Regions from separate parts of the Sus scrofa genome. Here region 1 is linked to region 2. The links are chromatin contacts, called in public Hi-C maps. All regions are on one chromosome and are shown on one strand. The core of a region is the stretch at or near the end of the contact, and the rest is flanking DNA. Distances in the headings are between cores, read along the strand shown.

What was found. Hi-C and Micro-C count contacts between places; a contact is called where the count stands out from the background.
Region 1: a Hi-C map of fetal liver shows a contact between it and region 2, with 1.8 times the contacts expected there. The contact joins two enhancer-like sites. A contact is called at or near these places in 14 of 47 Hi-C or Micro-C datasets (alveolar macrophages, blood, embryonic fibroblasts and 8 more) and 2 of 2 datasets of contacts at active chromatin or transcription factors (alveolar macrophages and skeletal muscle).

The regions. Positions count from the first base shown.
Region 1 is chr9:53,490,532-53,495,757 of Sscrofa11.1, forward strand. It overlaps KIRREL3 (kin of IRRE-like protein 3), which reads right to left. Exons shown (of 17, transcript XM_021063119.1): 16 at 5,074-5,160; 17 at 3,204-4,460. The coding sequence ends at 4,017. It also overlaps a transcript of ST3GAL4 not described here. Among named protein-coding and RNA genes, the nearest start is that of ST3GAL4, 17 kb to the left of the region's middle. Within about 2 kb of position 3,645, at least 16 of the 83 cell types and tissues checked have an H3K27ac peak or open chromatin away from gene starts, as enhancers often do. A contact at or near this core is called in fetal liver and retroperitoneal adipose tissue, where this site is marked.
Region 2 is chr9:53,427,561-53,432,853 of Sscrofa11.1, forward strand. It overlaps DCPS (decapping enzyme, scavenger), which reads left to right. Exons shown (of 6, transcript NM_213790.1): 4 at 2,640-2,753. Among named protein-coding and RNA genes, the nearest start is that of DCPS, 29 kb to the left of the region's middle. Within about 2 kb of position 1,526, at least 7 of the 83 cell types and tissues checked have an H3K27ac peak or open chromatin away from gene starts, as enhancers often do. A contact at or near this core is called in fetal liver and retroperitoneal adipose tissue, where this site is marked.

The DNA of each region.
Region 1 (5,226 bases), core at 2,395-4,894, 65 kb after region 2:
ACTGCTAAAAGACTTTTTTAAAGGGGAAATAAACAGGCACCCCAAGTGGCATTTTAAATAAAAATTGATATGTAAATTAAGATAGTTTTTATTTAAATATTTATACTTTTATTTTAATAAAGAGTTTATTTTATAGGGAAACTTCCTAGAGAGGAACTAATCACAGGGCTCCCCCTTGTCTTTTTTTTCTGGTGCCATCAGAAACCGCAATGGATTCCTGGGAAGGGCTGATGGAGCTGGTGGAGTGTGTATCTTGCCATTTCAATTCTGATCCCATAATAGCAAACACCATGCGTCATGTGTGACCCTCCCCATGTAGGAAGTGAGAAATGGAATCCCCACTGATTCCTTTTCTCTTGTCTGAGAAATCTTCCAGGGCCGAATTACGTTTGCTCGGGTTTTTTATTTTTAGGGCTGCACCCGTGGCATATGGAGATTCCCAGGTTAGGGGTCAAATGGGAGCAATAGCTTTCAGCCTATGCTACAGCCACAGCAACATCAGGTCCAAGCCATGTCTTCGACCTACACCATAGTTCATGGCAACGCCAGATCCTTAACCCACTGAGCAAAGCCAGGGATCAAACCCACAACCTCATGGTTCCTAGTCAGATTCGTTTCTGCTGCGCCACGACGGGAGCTCCACGTTTGCTGTTACTTCTCCTGTTCCTCTCCACTCTGGTAACTCAAAGGCAGCTTCAAGACCTATTCCTTCAGAGCACTTGTCTTAATAGTCTCCATCAGAGATGGGTTTGTTGTGGTGCTCCAGGGCTTGGTGTGAGACCATTTCCTATTCCATGAACGCTGAAGACATAGTGGAAATAATCCTGGCCTTTCCAGCCTGATAGCGAGCCTGAGAGTTAGAAACTGGGCTCCCATCCAATCATTCAGAGCCAATGACAAATTGTAAAGCTATCAGAAAACTGGATCCTGGCCTTGGGATGGGTGGGGTGATTCACAGACAAGCTTTCCCAGGGAATTGTGGTCGTCCCAGGTCATTTGGGGACTGGAGGGGGAGGATGCCAGGCCTGCCCTCCTACTGCAGTTGTGGCCTGTTCTTGCTCAGCCTGTCCCCGAGTGGGTCCTAGTTCATGGCCCTTTCACATTGGCCATTTTCATCGCATTCTAGGATGAAAGCGGCCTTGGGTTTGCAGTGGAGGAAGGAAACATTTCAAAGGAAAGCATGTGTGTTTAAGTCTTTGTGCTTATTGTCTGTTAGCTCTGTGACCTTGGTCTTGTGGCTTCTTTCAGCCTCACTCTCCTGTCTGTAAAATGCTGATACTTTGTAGAATTGTGAGAATTAAATAAGATTACCATTGTGAAGGACTCATTTCAGTTAATTTGAAATCGCCTACAGGGTGATTCAGGGCTCCCACTGACTTAATTAAAAAACAACAACAAAAACCCCACTTCCCTTTACCTTTTTTTTTTTTTCTTTTTTCTTTGTAGGGCCATACCCGCGGCATATGGAGGTTCCCAGGCTAGGGGTCGAACCAGAGCTGAGCTGTAGCCGCTGGCCTATGCCACAGCCACAGCAATGTTAGATCCAAGCCACACCTGTGACCTACACCACAGCTCACGGCAACACTGGATCCTTAACTTAGCGAGGCCAGGGATTGAACCCCAAACCTCATGGTTCCTAGCTGGATTCGTTTCCACTGCGCCATGATGGGAACTCCTTTACCAGCTTTTTTGCACCCTCCCCCTCATGGTGGGCACCGTGAAGCCCCATCTGCCACAATAGCCACATTCCCACCCCGGGAGGGTCAGGCTTCAGAGGGGGAAGAGGGTTCTATTCTCTGGGAGATCCAGTTTCTTCCCTGTTCTCTTGGTTCTTCTGTGCCATAACCTTGGGTTTCAAGAAAGAGTAGGCACCTCCAGCCTATTATGGCAGCTGTAGTTGGGGGGTTGTTCATGTGGCGAGGGGTTAAGGTAGGCTGTAGTGAGGATTAGGTTTAGATTTCCCACCACCTCCAAGTGGGGAAGGCCAGGAGAGACGATTGGGGAAATCTTCTTAGGTCATTCTTCTCCTTCTAGCACACCAAAGCATTTTGCATCACATCTTAGATCCTTATTCCTTGTTAGCAAAGGAAAAGCATATATAGGAAGGAAGAAGGCTTGATTAACCTAGAGCACACAGGGGCATCTGTGCTGGGCCAGAAATGGTACCAGGAGCAGGATGTGGAACCGGGACGTACACTTATATTTCTTATTCTTTTCCACTCCCTTGGGCTTGGGGGATGCAAAGGAAGATATCTAGAGAACTGGCGGTGGGGGGATGTTGAGGCAATAGGAAATAAGGCAGAAGCAGAAAAATCCTCTGGGTAGAAGTGCTAGGAAGGTTATGTATAGAATCTGTGGCTTGGGGCCATCCAAGGAATCTATGTGTGGAAAGAAGCATAGGCTTTTGTGATGAAGGTTCCCATGATGCGTAAGGACTTCTTGGGAAGGTTGGAGGAGAGGGGCTAAAGCTTAGGAGGACCTTCCTTTGGGGACAGTGGGACTTCTCCAGAGTTCCATTTGAATCTTGCTTGCTGGGCCAGCACTCTACCTTGGCCCTGTCTGCCATCACCACATCAAGCTTCCCACACCAAGGCCATTCTTAAGATATTATTTGAGTTTCAGTGTTTTGGGGCGCTTGGTGGCACAGGCTCTTTGAAGAGCGCATCCCCCCCTGAACCCCTAACAGGGGGAGCTTCCCTTGCAGAATATTGCTGAGAGAAAGACCTAGAAGGACCCCTCCAATGCAGCCTGAGCCCTTGCCCTCTGAGCTGTATGTGGCGTGAGTCGGGTGCCTGGTGGGGCACGCCTGCGAGGAGGGGAATTTGCCTGTAGGTCCTGTGGCCACCACAAGCAGAGCTATCCACTGTCTGAGAAAACTGAATGGAAGCACTGCAAGGAACCCTGGGGGAGGGGGGTGCCCAAAGCATACTCTGAGTGTTTGGGGTCTTCCCGTGGCCCTGCAGGAACAAAAGGACAGAAGGGACATTTAATCTTGGATGGCAGGTAGGAGTATGGTGCAGATATGCTTTCTCTCTGGCCCCTGGGGACTGACTGAAGATAGGGTGGGTGGTTTCTTCTGTGAATCTAGGCTCGGCTGAGAAGGCGGGTCTCATCACCTTAAAGACCTGCCCTCTAGTCCCCTCCACCCCCACCTCTCCCCGGACACAGTCTTTGCAACAGCTCTTTCAAGAACCCTGACCAGAGAAGCTCTCACACTCCTTGTATTGTCTCCGAATGTGCTGAGGGGAGGCGGGGAGTACACGAAGGGGGATGGGTGGGGAAGCTCTGAGCTGCACAGGGTGGAGAAGGGTCCCCGAGTGTCGCACTCCCCCTCCTTCCCTCCCTCTCCCTCCCAGACACCAGTCTCTGATTGGTCCAGTCCCACCTCAGAGTTGAGAGGCCTCCAGTCCAAGGACAGAATTGCAAGAGTATGGACACAAAACACCAAACGAATTGGGGATGGGCTCTGGGCCGGTGTGGTGGCAGGGCCGTATCTGGCTTCTCAGCCTGTGGGTCCGGGCTGTGAGCAGCAGGGGGCGCTGGGGGCTCTGGGGCAGCTAGCTCAGTGCCGGGGAAGCGCTTGACCCCCGCTCCCCAGGGCTGTACAGGAGCACAGGCACAGGGGTGGGGCTTATGGGCAGCAAGGGGTAAGCTCATTGGGAGCCCGGCGCATGGAGGGCAGTTTCATTACAGCAGAGTTAGAGCCACTCTAGTGCCCGCGGGAGTTGCAAGCGGAGGAAAGGCCTCCAGGAAAGGGCCGGGGCCGGAGCGTCCCGCGCGGAGCCTTCTGCGCTCAGCAGCAGCTTCTGACCACAGCCCCGCTCTCACGCCCCGGACACGCTGCAGCTGGGCCCATATTTGTGCCGATCGATCGCAGCTGCGGAGGAGGGTGGTGGCAGAGGCCCTCGGGGCTGTCCTGGAGGCGGCTGGTTTTGGGGTCCTCCGCTAAGTCTCTGCAGAGCCAGCCAGCGCCCTTGGCCCCTTCCCGACCCTCCCTCGCCCAAGGTCTGGGATCCTCAGACGTGAGTCTGCATCCGCCGCTGCAGGGGCCGGCTGGGGTCGGAGTTCTGGGACGAGGACTGGGAATGGTGGGAGGAGGAGGCCGAGGCCTTGCTCGCCTTGTCGAACTGCACGTAGCCGTCCTGCTTGCCGCTGCTGCTGACGCTGCTGTCACACTGCGTGTCCAGGAAGGAGCTGCTGTCGCTGAGCGAGCCCCTCTGGAACTCCCGCTCGCAGAGCTCGATGGACGAGCTGCCCATGCCCAGCACGAACCTCTGCCCGTAGTCGTAGAGGCGGCCCTGGCCGCTCAGCGTGCTGTAGATGTTGGTGAAGGACATGCCCGTGGGCACCCGCTGCTTGCCCGCTGGGCGCAGGTCTGGCTGGCAGCTGGACAGCGAGATGGTGGGGGTCGAGTGGTGCTCCTTGAAGGTGTTGACGCTGTAGTAGCCATTGGTGGGGTCCTGGGGGGCCAGAGGAAGAACAGGTCACATCCCTGGGCAGGAGCCCCCCCTGAAGGCGGTGTGGGGGGGTTGGCTCTCCAGGCTGAGCCAGTCCCATCCTACATGGGGAGGGCCAAGGACAAACAAGAGGAAGGGGACAGCCAGGGAGGGGAGGCGGGGGATAAAGGAGGATTAGCCTGGCGCCAGGGGGTGGGGGTAGGGACCCAAAGCAGAGGTGGCTGGTAGCCATGTCAGTGGCAGCAGAAAGGGGAGGTGCTGAAGGGAATGGGGGGGTATGTCTTGACTCTTGTTATGTCAGGGCGGCTCAAGGCTCTGTGAGAACCAGGCTTTCATTGTTTTCTGTTTTAGTTTAGAACATTGACATTTCATTAAAGATGTTCCTGGTGAGGAGGCTGTGGGAGGTGGGAGACCTGTGAGACCTCAGCCTAACTCTCTGGCCTCCTTGGTTTATGGGGGACTGTCCCACCTTAGTGAGAGGACAAGCACCTGTCCCCACAGTCACCTCTGGCCTTTCTCTTCTACTTGTTGCTCTTGTTTGCCTGGATCTGGAGCTTGGGTCGTCAGAGCTGAAGACCAGACTCCAGGCTGTGTGGTAACCGGTGGCTCTTCTTACCTTCAGGTTCTGAAACTCCTTTTCCTCTTCTTTGAGCACCTCCAGCTGCTTCAGGACTGAATCTTGTTGGAATTCGCCCCGGTCCATCTACAACCCAAAAATGGCTGCTCAGTGGGTGGGAGGTGGGCTAACTCTCCATCCCCCTCTCCAAGG
Region 2 (5,293 bases), core at 276-2,775:
CCCCAGTTTCCTTGTCTGGAAAATGTGACTGACAGCACCTCCCCCAGGGGTCCCTGGAGAAGTTGAGAGATGTGCCTGCTGCTATTTCTAGCACAGAGAAGGTGCCCAGGTTGTGACCACCGTTGTCCACACAGGTGGCAGTTCGGGTGAGGAGGAGGGAAAGTGCGGAGCTGAGACACCTGGTGGCCCAGGCTGGGGAGGGGTAGCTGGTGGAGAGGGGCCAGCCGGCATCGTGCAGAAGAGCAGGACAATGAAGAGGGAGCTCAAGGGAGGAGAGGGGCTTCAGGGGAGTTGCCAGTGCCACAGGGAGGGGGTCATGCCAGGTGCATCCAGAAGCTGCCAGCATCCCCACGGCTCATCATCCTCAGGGCCCAGGCACCTGGGCTTGCTTCCCTAGGGTGTCCCCTCCCCCACCCCCCACTCCCACCCTGTTATGTCACCCTATGATTTGTTCCCTGGTTCTCCTCCCTGTCTTATCTGGGCTTCTGGCTTGTGACCTCCTGTGGGTTCAGGCCCCTCTCACTCTCCCAGAGGTCTGGGGCATGGGTCTGGGGCCAGGCTCTGGCTTGGAATTGTGTGAACTTGGGTGGACTTCTTCGCACCTGCCTTTTCCTTACCTGTAGGATGAGGGCACCCATAGCGCCTACCACAGAGGCTCGCTGCGCAGGTCGGTCCTGTGGGGCGCTCTTATCACACCACACCTTCTCAGCCGCCCTGGGCCCCTCCAGCCTTGCGCACCTTGCAGGCAGTTCTCTCTTGCCCTGTAGTCAGCACACCTCCTTTGCTCTCAGCTGTTTTCTTTTTCCCTTCTCCCCAGTGGGTCTCGCAGGCTCAGGTAGGCCCAGCCTGACCCCCGTTTGGAACTTTCCTAGCCCCTTCTCTGCTTCGGGCGCCTCCCTGGGCTGGGCTCTTTCACAGTCTGCTCCATGGCCCTTACGTGTGGATATTATTAGCCCCATCTTACAGAGGAGGAAACCGAGGCTTAGCCAAGGTGCAGCTGGTTAGTGGTGGAGGTGAGAGATAAACCCAGTCTTGTTGGGCTCCTGAGCCCATTCAGTCTCTGGTATTGCAAGTTGCTTTCCAGGAGTTCATATCTGTGGGCTAAGGATGGGGCCCCAGGGAGGCCTGCCGCAGGCTGGGCTACACCAGGACTCTCCATGGACAGTCAGCAAACCCTCCCTCCCCTTTATTTTTGGGACACTTCAGGTCAGGGTCTGGCTGGCTTTTTCTCTCCAGCAGCACATTCCCAGAGAGGTTTCTAGTCAGAGAGGAAATGCCTCCCTGGGACATTCTCTACTTGCTGGGCTGTGCGTCACTCTGGCTCCAGTGCCCCACAAGGAGGCCTCACCGCACTCGTGCTCCAGACTCTGCCCGGGAAGTGGATGGCCAAGCTCTTCTTGGAAGAGCCCCACTTTTCTGCTGGATAGACCATGTTGTGGCCGGCCTGTGGGTCTTATCAGGGGGCCTAGGAGGCCCTAGAATTCCCCAGTGGTTACCCTCTGCTTCATCCTTCTCCATATCAGATATTTGCACTTGGCCTTGGCCTTGCTGGATGAGAGCCAAGGATACAGGCTAAGGGAGTGAGGTGTGCAGCACCAGCCTTCACTGATACTGCAGTGCCAGCCCTCCAGTGGTCTTGGTGTGTTGGTGCCCTGGTCTCCTGTCCCCTCTTTGGTCAGCTCGAGGCCCTTGGTGACTTCGGGGTGGAAGGGGCAGCGGTGTGAGCCCAGCTCCTGCCTTCTCTCTGGCTCCCCAGCAGGGCTGTCTCTCAGATTTCGGGCACAGAGTTCCCTGGCCTAGAAGGAAGTTGAGTTTGCACAGGGCGCTCAGAGCTCAGGGGAAGTAGAAAAGTGCAAGGTCTGTGGGTTGGAGCCCTGTGAGAACAGGAGTCTTCTTATCTTAACCTCCCTGCAGGCTGGCTTCCTCAGAGGGGCCATCAGGACCTTAACAGTAAAGTGACGCCCTTGGTATCCACACAACACCCAAGGAACGGTCCTCTGAAGACTGTTGACAACAGCTGATCAGAGGGCGAGAAAGCTGGCAGCCCGGGGTTGCCAGGACAGGTCTGTGCGATCGCCTCTCCATGGGGTGTTTGTTCTGCTTTGTCCTGCTGGGTCCGCGTCATCAGCCAGGTCTCTAGGTGGGGCAGAGGTGTTTACCCCACACTCACGAGCATCCCAGCAGGCTGAGAAACCCAGCACATTATTAACTCTAGAACCTAAGCCGCCTTCTGCCCTGGCATGTAGCAAGCTCCTTCTGCAGAGGGAACTCCCAGCCTGACTCTCTTTGCTCTCTGGTCCTGAATAAAGGGGGACGGGGCCCATGGGAGGCTTTTCCCCAGTCCTGTGGGCAGTGGAAGAGCAGGCCAGGCTTACGAGGCCACAGCAGAGCGTGGGCATAGGGCCGGCCAGGAGGGGCCTAAAGAGCCAGCCCCGTCTGAGCTGCCGTGACCCCTGTGGGGGTGGTTGTGGTGGAAGCGGGGCAGTTTCTTCCGGGCCCCCAGGGGAAGACCTCTGGGTCACTGTTGAGCCTCTGAGTTTAGTGGCCTTTTAAGACGTGCTGTCCTTCCCAGGGAGGCCCGGTGTGGGGTGTCTGTCTGGGAAAGTGGTTTGTGAGCCTTCTCTCCCTGCTCCTTCCAGTGGGTGTATAATATCCTCGACAAGAAGGCTGAAGCTGACCGGATCGTTTTTGAGAACCCAGATCCCTCTGACGGCTTTGTCCTCATCCCCGACCTCAAGTGGAACCAAAAGCAGGTAAAGGATTTGGTGTTGGGCCACTCCAGGCCACTGGGCTCCCTTGGCCCACCCTTCTTCCTCACCTTGGTCTCCCGCTGAGCAGGTTATAACGTACCAAGGGGAGGCCTCAGCTCTCTGCGGTGGCACCACTTCCTTGCCCTGCTCGAATGTTTGCATTTTAATGGACCAGCTTAATTAGAGCCCCTTCGGCCCTCCTCCCACCCCAGGGCTGAGGATGGGGCCATGTTGTGTCCACGACCACACAGGACACCAGCTCCTTTCCCAGCCAAGTGCCAGGGCCCCCACCCTCACTCCCAAGAGCACCTGGACATGGACTGTTGACACTCTCCCGGTGCCCTGGACACCAGCAGATCCAGGCAGGCCCACAGTCTGAAGCACTTGCCGGCTCCGCTGCCTGGCCCCCGAGTGCCTCCTTTCCTGACCTCGGGAGCAGCTCTCCCATGGAACCTGGCCAGTCACGCTGGCCCTCCCTTCTCTGCGGCCTCTGTCCACCCTCCCTGTTCCCTCGCCCTCACAGTATCCGCCACCAGTCCTACTCCACTCTTTGGGTAGCCTTTTGTGTCCTGAGAGTAACAGAAACAGCAGAGCACCGAGCCTGGATGTGCTATTCCCCCGTGGACTGAAGCTGGGCTAGGTGCAGCTGGCAGCGGGCTGGGGGCCAGGGGCCGGGACGAGGCCGAGGAGGCCAAACCCAGACTGGCCAGGTCAGCTGTGGGGAGCAGATAAATGCTCTCTCCTGCAATTGAAATCTGTGAGTGATCCAGGCTCCGAGCTGCCCTTTGCTCTCGGGTGGGGCCTTCTGGTGCCTGTTCCTCACAGGGTTGCGAGATCACCCAGGGGCATTGTGCTGGAGTCAGGCCCTGTCCACCGCCCCCATGGACAGCTTCTCTCGCATGCCCTCCGCTGTGGCCTGCCTGCCTGGCAGGCCCTCTGTATCCTAAACACAGCTCACCTGCAGTTTGCTTGGTTTGATTTGTTTCTCAACCTGCTGCGCGTCACTCCTTCATCACCATAAAAGCAGGGTCTGGGAGCCTTTGGTCAGGGCGAGAGGACAGGATTTGGGCTCAGCGCTCAGGTAAGCAAGCACCAACTGTTTCTTGGGGAGGCTCACGGGAGTTCCTGACTGGGCTCAAGGGGCAGTAGGGAATCTGAAGGGAGTTTCTAGAAGTTGCAGCACTGAGCAATGGTTTGTTAGAGGCCAGTGAGGTCAGAGAAGACACCCTTCCCTCGTGGGTGCTGAGGTGCAGAGGCTTCCACCTCCCCTCCCCTGCAGCCTGTCCTCACCTCCCGCAGGGCCGGAGGAGGAAGCAGGCCTGGGGCTGGTGGCCCCTCTAGGCAGTACCTTTGTGCCGCTCTGCAAACCCGTCTGTCCCCTTGGGCAGCCCCGCACTTGCAAGTTTTGGATTGCAGGCTGGGCCTTAGGAGGTGGGGGTGCGGTAGAGGAACTTGTGACTCCCGAGGTCCCTAAAGACTGAAGACCTTGTGGTTTGCAAGGGATGGTGGTCTGAGGGCCTTGTGGGGACAGCAGCAATGTCTCCACTCAAGAAGCCCTAACACGCTGGCTCCCACAGCACTGAGAACGGAAATCCGCTGTCCTCCTGACCTGGGGCTGGCAGACACCCTGCCTGGTCTGGCAGAGGAGCTGCTCCCTGTCTGTCCTCTTAAGAGAGAAAAGGCCCAGGAGCTGCACTGGGCTCCCAGCCACCTAGCTGGGGCGACTTGCCCTCAGGGGTTGCAAATGGGCCAGCTTAAATAGCAGGCTCTCCTTGATGGTAGTACAGGTGCCATTGTCCTTAACCTTTGCTTAATTAGCACTTGTTCTCTTTGTAGAACCACATTTTAGCATCTCACATCCTTGATTTGTGACAACACTGACGTCCATGGCTCTCTGGTAGTGTATCCAGCAGGGGGACTGGCCAGGCCTGGACTTCCGTCCTTCCTCACCCACCAGGGGAGGACTAAGGAAAGGGGTGTCTGGCACCCCTTTGAGGGGACTTCTAGCTGCCCTGGAGTCTCCTGCTGCTGCCACTGCTTCTCCCAGAAGTGTACCTGTTCCCCCATTGATGCCCAGGGTTAAAGGTGTCCATCCAGTCATCTGTCCATCCAGCCAACCATCCAGCCAGCCATCCGTTTCACAAATATTTATCAAGTGCCTAATACCTGCCAGAGACTCTGGCTCCCCAGAGGTTATAGAATTCCTTCCTCAGTTTTCTTAAGCTATAACCCATATATTCTCTTTTATTTGCTTATTGGAGGCAGTGGCGGGGAGTGGGGGGAGGTCTTGTTAATAATAGACATGGTAACAGTGCAAATAGTACAAAGAGTGGGCAGTGAAAGCAAGTCCCCTCACCCCACCTTCCTCCATTCCCTTCCCCAGCGGAGACTGTGATTTTCTCTCCTTCCATGATGGTCTTTACATGTTGTACATATCAGCATACATGTATGTGCTCCTGGACACACATACACTTGGAGTTCACATAATTTAGATTGTTAGGTCTAAAGCACCCGGGCAGGAGACTTCTTTGCGTTCCTCCTGA